Regions from separate parts of the Lactuca sativa genome. Here region 2 is linked to region 1. Evidence: chromatin contacts called from public Hi-C data. All regions are on one chromosome and are shown on one strand. The core of a region is the stretch at or near the end of the contact, and the rest is flanking DNA. Distances in the headings are between cores, read along the strand shown.

The links. A called contact is a pair of places that touch in the nucleus more often than the background predicts.
Region 2: a Hi-C map of leaf shows a contact between it and region 1, with 3 times the contacts expected there. The contact joins the promoter of LOC111878088 here to the promoter of LOC111878080 in region 1. A contact is called at or near these places in 3 of 4 Hi-C or Micro-C datasets (leaf and seed).

Annotation. Positions count from the first base shown.
Region 1 is chr5:15,230,891-15,235,042 of Lsat_Salinas_v11, reverse strand. LOC111878080 (ATP-dependent DNA helicase PIF1-like) reads left to right here and starts at 1,937. Exons shown (of 5, transcript XM_023874597.1): 1 at 1,937-2,275; 2 at 2,448-2,511; 3 at 2,652-3,402; 4 at 3,461-3,606; 5 at 3,745-4,130. The coding sequence starts at 1,937. The coding sequence ends at 4,130.
Region 2 is chr5:15,361,292-15,365,443 of Lsat_Salinas_v11, reverse strand. LOC111878088 reads right to left here and starts at 2,023. Exons shown (of 2, transcript XM_023874606.3): 1 at 1,726-2,023; 2 at 378-1,469. The coding sequence starts at 1,408. The coding sequence ends at 524.

The DNA of each region.
Region 1 (4,152 bases), core at 688-3,187:
ATAAAAGGAAAGATAGTCGAAGGATCGGGAAGTAAAAAAAAACGTAATGGAATAACAACGATGATAACAGAGGCGGTGGGAAGGATCCGACAGCAACCATGGTATAGAGGAGAGTAATCGAAGGAACAGTACCCTGGTCAGGTACTGTTCCTAAGGATTGTCAAATGAAAACACCAAAAAGGTTGAGAACGCGAGAACAAAGTATATTCATTTGTGATTTCATGTATTCATTTGTGGAGAAATGATAAATTTTTTCGCCTTTAATTTCAATTGAAGAGAAAAAGCATATTCATGTTGATTGTGCGTAAAAAATTATCATTTATCCACAAATGAATACATGGAACCACAAATGAATATATCTATTCTCGCGTTCTCAACCTTTTCGGTGTTCTCATTATATATATATATATATATATATATATATATATATATATATATATATATATATATATATATATATATATATATATATATATATATATCCCTAATCTAATAAATAAGTACTAATTCGTCACGTGTCAATCTCCAAGCCCCTCAAAATCATATTTTCCCGCTTCTTTTAATAAACTAATTTTACCAAAATGGTCTTCGATTCCTATACACAATAAATATAAATATGCAAATAATATTCAAAATCGGTAATTCAAAATTCAAAATCGGTGATATCCGATAAAATATGGAAGTTTGGTTTTTGTAATTGGAAATTGATTAATTTCTAGTGATTAAATCCCAAAAAATCTGGTCAAAATAAATTCATACCCAAATATATACGACTATACGATCTATACAATTTTGTATCCATGATTTTGCTTCTGAGTTTTATTTCCAAACGCTATTATTTGCGAGCTTTGTGTGTTCTTGGTGCAAATAATTTGTCTTACAGCCTGAGCCTGAGGTGAGTTCTTTTTTTCCTCTTCTTTGTTTGATTGATTATGAAGTATGGATGGATGATCGCATTCGAATATTTTGTTTTTTCGTTTTCAGTTTTAGTTGTTTGTGGTTGTTGGCAGAAGAGTCAAGTGATTGTGTAAGTTTCATGAAAATTTTCACTTATTTGTTGTTTTCTGGAGTATATGTGGTTTATTTGATCATCGAATGTTGTTGACCTGAGTATTTCTCTGTAAAAATTTCCAATTCCTTCCATATAAGTCCATCATTTACGACTAAATCTATCTAATAAACTGTATATACAATTGTTCTTATAGATATTTGCGTGATTTTGATTGAGGTTTTTTTTTCTACTAATGTTCATCATCGTATTTTCCATAGTGGAGGGTTAGTTATCATATGACCTTCAATATGTTTTGATGTTGATTTGTAGTTGAAGTTGAAGAGAGGTTTGCCGCATAGTCATATATGTCTATTTATGCATTCTGATAACAAGCTACCAACTGTTGAATTTATCGATCCGATAATTTTCGTTGAGATACCAAACAAAACTGAAGATCCAGAATTGTATTCACTTGTGAATGAGTTTATGATTCATGGTCCATGTGGAGCTAAAAATATCAATTGTCCATGCATGGTGGATAAAAAGTGCTCTAAAAACTTTCCAAAACAATTTTGTAATCATTCGTCTGTTGATCAAAATGGTTTTCCGTTATATAGGCGAAGAAACGATTGTCATTTTGTAGAAAAATCAGGTGTCAAGTTGGATAATAGAAATGTTGTTCCATACAACAAATATCTATTGAAAATATATCAGGCACATATTAATGTTGAATGGTGCAATCAAAGATCTTCTATAAAGTATTTGTTTAAATACATAAACAAGGGTCTTGATAGAGCTACAGTTGCTGTTGTACGAGCTAACAATGAATGTGAAAATAATGATGTGGTCGATAAAATAGTTGAATATTACGATTGTAGATATTTATCTGCATGTGAAGCATCATGGTGAATTTTTAAATATGATGTTCATTACAGGTATCCATCTATGGTCAGACTACCTTTTTATCTTCCTAATCAACGACAAATTGTATATGGCAAAGATGATGATATTGACGATGTTCTGGACAAACCTTCTGTTGCTGCTTCGAAGTTCACATTGTGGATGGAGTGTAATGCAATTGATACCGAAGTACGAGAACTTACATATGTTGAATTTCCTATAAAGTTTGTTTGGATATTAAATGGTCGGTTTTGGAAGCGAAGGAAATTAGGAAAACCCATTTGTAGAATTCATTTAGTTTCACCTAGTCTTGGTGAAGCTTACTTCTTAAGGATTCTTTTAAATAAAGTTAAAGGTCCAACGTCATTTGATGAAATTCGCACGGTAAATGGTTAACCACATTCTTCTTTTAGAGATGCTTGTTATGTACTTGGGTTATAAGATGATCACAAGGAATACATCAATGCAATTAAAGAAGCAAGCCATTCTGGATCTGGTTTTTATCTACACTTCTTATTTGCTACATTGTTGATGTGTAATAGTATGTCTAAACCAGTGGTCGTTTGGGAAAATACATGAGAATATTTGGCGGATGGAATTCTATATAACCAACGACAAAGGTTCAAGTCTCCAGGTATTAATTTTTTTCTTAATTAGTATTTAAAAAAAATCTTTTTATTATTCAACACCCATTAAATAATTATTAAAAAAATTATTAAATATCATATTTTTATATTTTGTAAATAATTTAATATTTAAGGTGCAGACTTATCACTCGGTGGAGATGAACTTAAGAACTTAACTTTGTTCGAAAAAGAACAAATTTTACTTCGAAACAACTCCACTCTCAAAAAGTTCACAAAGATGCCTTACCTAGATGTTGAATCTGTTTCTTCTTCAAACAATCGACTTATCTCCGAGGAGCTAGATTACGACATTCTCGTTATAAAGAATGACTTTGATCATATGTTTCTTGCATTAACAGATGAGCAACGTAAAATTTTACTTAACATCATGAGTGTTGTTAAAGAAAATAGAGGAGGTGTCTTCTTCGTTTATGGTTATAGTGGAATGGGTAAAACCTTTTTATGGAAGACAATATCTGCAGCAATTAGATATGATGGTAATATTGTTTTAAATGTTGCTTCAAGTGGTATTGCTTCGTTATTATTGCCCGGTGGTAGAACAACACACTCTCGATTTATACTTCCATTTGAACTTATAGAGGATTTTGTTTGTAAAATAAATCCAGATGGTGAGTTGGTTAGCTTATTAAGAAAAACCTCTTTAATAATTTGGGATGAAGCACCTATGGTCCATAAGCATGTATTTGAAGCTTTAGATCGAACTTTGAAAGATGTATTAAGGTGTGGAAATTCAAGCATCTCAAATATTCCATTTGGAGGGAAAGTTATTGTCTTTGGAGGAGATTTCAGACAGTTTCTACCTGTTGTTCCGGGTGGCAGTAGACAAAACATTGTTAATGCTTTTTTGAGTTCTTCATATTTATGGCAACATTGCAAAGTCTATAGATTAACAAAAAAAAAATATGAGGCTAATTGTTAGAAGGGATCAATCTGATACAGAAAAAATAAGAGATTTTGCAAATTGGCTATTGGATATAGGAGAAGGCAAACTCGGTGGTCCGAACGACGATGAAACGATTATCGATATTCCGGATGATATTCTCATTAATGATCCAGATGATCCTATAGGTTAGTTAATTGAGTTTGTATATCCTTCAATTTTGGAGAAGTATAGCAGTACAAATTATTTCCAAGAAAGAGCGATACTTGCTCCAAAGAATGAAGTTGTTCAGGAAATAAACAATCGTTTGCTTAAGAAATTTCCAGGAGATGAGGTTGAATATTTAAGTTCAGATAGCATATGTGAGTCCGAATTTGTCCATGATCAGTTTGATGCAAATGTATACTCTCCTGATGTATTAAATGGTCTCAAAGTATCCGGTCTACCAAATCATAAGTTAGTTTTAAAAATTGGTGTTCCAGTAATTTTAATGAGAAATATTGATCAGAAAAATGGTTTATATAATGACATAAGACTACAGGTGATATCATTGGGCAAACATGTTATTGAGACACGTATAATATCTGGAACTAATATTGGAAATCAGACTTTTATTCCAAGAATGTCTTTAACTCCATTAGAAGAAAAAAATTCCCTTCAAATTCAAAAAAAGACAGTTTCCTTTGGTTGTATGTTTTGCGATGACTATTAATAAAAGTCAAGGACAATCGTTA
Region 2 (4,152 bases), core at 774-3,273, 130 kb before region 1:
ATATTGAAAAATATATATATATATATATATATATATATATATATATATATATATATATATATATATATATATATATATATATATAATTTTTTTTTTGTTATTTCTTTTCCATGTCGAGAAAAAAACTGTTATTAGTCTAGAACAATGTTGGAAATATAGTGAGCATGTTCGATCATAAGTGTCCTGCTAATACAGACATAAATACGTCCGACTGAATTCATTTCCCCTAATAAATTAGCAGGTTAGATAGTAAACATAGGTTAATAACTACAAAATATTCTTTTTAATGATAACGTTTTATTATTTATTTAACCTAAATATTCTCTTATATTCGTATTACGAGCTATACACGTTATGTATATATATATACATATAAATTCTTGAAGGAGAATATAAAAGCCTTGAATTAAAATTTTAATATGATCTCGTTTATAAACAATTAACTGAGTTGCGTTTGAACTCGTTATTACGAGATCTGACCTTAATGTATGATATAATATTTTTAATATATAAATAAATAATTTCAACATATATTGTTGAATCTCCAGTCTAATCTAACTTCACTGGGACCCACAACGTGCTGACATGGCTTGCGAAATGATACGATGTGGCTGCTCACCATGAAGGCGGTTACACGCTCAGAGACCCGGATGTCTTCCATCTTCAGTTCTTGTAACCGCTGAACGTACTCCGGCACGTGGATCAGGTCCCATATCACTCCAATCTCACCGCCTTTCAGCACCCGGACAACTTCCCCGAGTACCCTCATCCGTTCCGCCGCCGCCGCCGCTGTTTTCTGACCGAATTCCTTCCCGACGGTGTGGAGAAACCCGGCTGACACCACCACGTCGAAGTAATTGTCCGGGAACGGGAGCCTACGCGCGTCTCCCTCTCGACAGGTGACATACTCCTGGACGCCTTCCATCCCGGCGGTTCTGAGAGTGGATAACGTCGTGTTCTTGCGATCTAACCCGACGACTCGGCCTGAGCTTCCTTCTTTTTTGAGTTGCATGGCGACGGTGTTTAGAAGGATGCCGCGGCCGCATCCTACGTCTAGGGCTGTTTTCACGGTGGACCAGTCGTGTACAGCACCGACCATACGCTGAGCCATGTCCCAGCGAAGTGCGACGGAGGAGTAAAAAATGTTGCCGGCTGCGTAAAAAAGGCATACGCCGGAGAGTGCCGTAACGGAGCCGGTGAAACCAGCAGCGAATCTAGCGAAACCGGTAGAAAAAACGGCGGGGAGAATCGACTCGAAGGAGGAACAGATCCAATCAAAGTAGATGAGAAAGAGGACTGATGACGCTGAGAAGAAGATCGCGTGGATTAAGAGGAACACCGGTGTTTGCCAATCATCCATGCCGTAGATTGCGTAGATCTGAGTCCAATCTCTTCCAGTTTTCCCCATTCTTTCTATAAAGTAACAGTAACAGATGCACAGCTCGACTTCCGCTTCTCAAATTCAGATTCTGCAGTTTCAAAGTAAGCAATTAACATTATTAAAAATAAACTCAAATATTAGTATGGATCAACACATCGTTAATATACCGCACCAACAAAATCTGGTTTGTTTACCGCGAAAATCAACTGATTTTGAATCACGAGACGTTAAAATTCAAATCTATCTTAGTTCTTCTCTTTTCATCACTCCACTCAGACTATATGAACAAATGAAAATGTCGTTTAATCGGGAAACGAAACAGTGAGGGTGAGTATACCACTTACATATGAGGAAATGTAATCCAGAATTTGTTGATAGCGAAGGGTAGTTCAGAGCAACAGGATCATGAAAAATGGGGAATTATTGCTGTCAAAGGCAAATCGAAATCAAAATCAATGCCCATAATATCAATATCTTCCGTTTCAGAGAATGACGACGACGATGATGATGCGGATCTTTAACCAGTTGATACGCGTTTTCCTTTTGGCTTTCGTCCTTTTGTTTATCTGTGTGTAACTTTTTGAAATGTTAAAAGAGCGAATCAGACGAGTGATAGCAAGAGAGAGAAAATGATTGAACAGGGAGAGGCGGTGCTCGGAGACTTTAAATAGACAAAGTTACAAAGATACAGAAATCGTCCCTCGGTTATTGAGGATTTGCAAATAATAACTCCGTCCCACAAATTAATACCTTTATAATTTTATCTCACGCTAAAATACCAAAAAACATACCATAATAATCAAGGTCCTTTATACAAATAAATAAATAAAATAAAACCAATGTGTTAAAAAGCTTGACATAAATATTATTATTATTAGAATAATTTACATAGGTTTACCAAATATCATGAACTTAGTATTGCTAATTTTTTTTGATGACTATAGTCCATGTAATTTCCAAAACTTGCATGAATTGTCATTTTTTGTTCTTATCGTTAGTTTTCATTTGCTAATTGCTAAGAGGGTGTTTGTAACATTCCAATTTCAAACCAAAATTTTCATTCAAAATATATTAGACTTTTAAAACCTTTTTCTATAAACATAAGGTATCATTCAATTAATTGAAAACCATAATGTTAAATAAAGTTAAATTTCAAAACAACGGAAACCAAGCAACTTCGATGCGATTGTAAAGTCATGTCGCCCCATTCCCACGAACAACCTGAATACATTAAATCCGCAAATGTAAGCATAAAACCTTAGTGAGTTTCATAGTATGCCACATATTCCACCATACAAAAAATGCATACAAGTAATAACGAGTCCAGCCCAGTAGGTCCAACCTAACAAACATATAAACATACATACTAACCATAGGTATCAACTGTTGACACTTTACTATCATATCATTATTAGCTCTCATCCACTAACTACCACCGGCTCCCAACCGCCACATAACCATCAACTCCCAGTCGTACAATATTCATACCCAAGCCAATACTAATACTAATCATCGCCTTATGAATACATTGTCATACATTGTCGGGAATTAGACAGATAGTAAAACAAATAATCCTACCCAAAAGCAATAAATCAAACAAGAACCATGCAACGCGGTTTAGACCAAGAGTTCTCATGCTATCTCATTTACACCACATATAAACCCTAGAGTATCCACTCAACGATCTACCAAAACTACCATTGCCTTATCCAGTCATGATACCTAATAGTATCATCCAAAGAAAACAAGCAAGACCCTACTATTATAGCATACCATGACATCAAGTGTCTCACAACTACACATGTAACAAGGATTATCCTTGTCAACTAGCATATTTGTACTCTGACAGTACCTATATCCTACCATACAAAGGATATATAATGTCATACGAGATATAGTGAGGAAACTCACATCAAAAGAATCTGAAATCCCCAGCTGCACGAGATTAATTGCAAAGGTCGGTCCTAAAAATCACCTAGCCATAAAATACAGATCAAACCTCATTCCAAAGCCTCAAAACCTAAAGTTTGTGTAATGTCCCCAAAATATAGAGTAAAATTTTCATTTTTACATAAATCAAACCAACAAAAACCCATTTCATAAAATATCATCATAGTTTCAAATATAGTATTCTAAACATGACATCGGAGTATCATAAAACGATAGTGCGGAAACTCCAGCGGATGTGGTGCAATCATGTCATGCTCTTGCATGTTTTGATAAAATACCTACAACATATAAACTTAAAACCGTAAACACAAAGCTTAGTGAGTTCCCCAAGATAATACATACTACACATATCCACATACATAACCATACGACCTATTTCAGCCCAAGTGATATGCTCTGGGTCAAATCATAGTCATATATCACTCCTGCAACGGCTTATTTCAGCCAACAGGTCTATTTCAACCCAAGTGAATGCTACTGGTCAAATCGTAGTCTTACAACACCCCTACTGTGACATCCTCTATTTTTTCAGAACCAAAAAGAAACTTTTTTTATTCTTTAAAAATCATGATACTTTATTTTCGGAAAATCCCGATATATAAAAATCTTTTGAGTACAAGAGTGTCTCAAATAAGATCCCAATGATGTAATAATCAATACTGATACATAAGTTACATCGTAAAGACCTAATGATCCTGAACACCAATGCAGGCTTTCTCTTAATCATTCAGCATCCTAATCAAGTTCTCCTGGCTGAAGTCTTGATATATATGATACATACAAACTAAGTGGATCAAGTTGGGAAACCTGGTAAGATACAT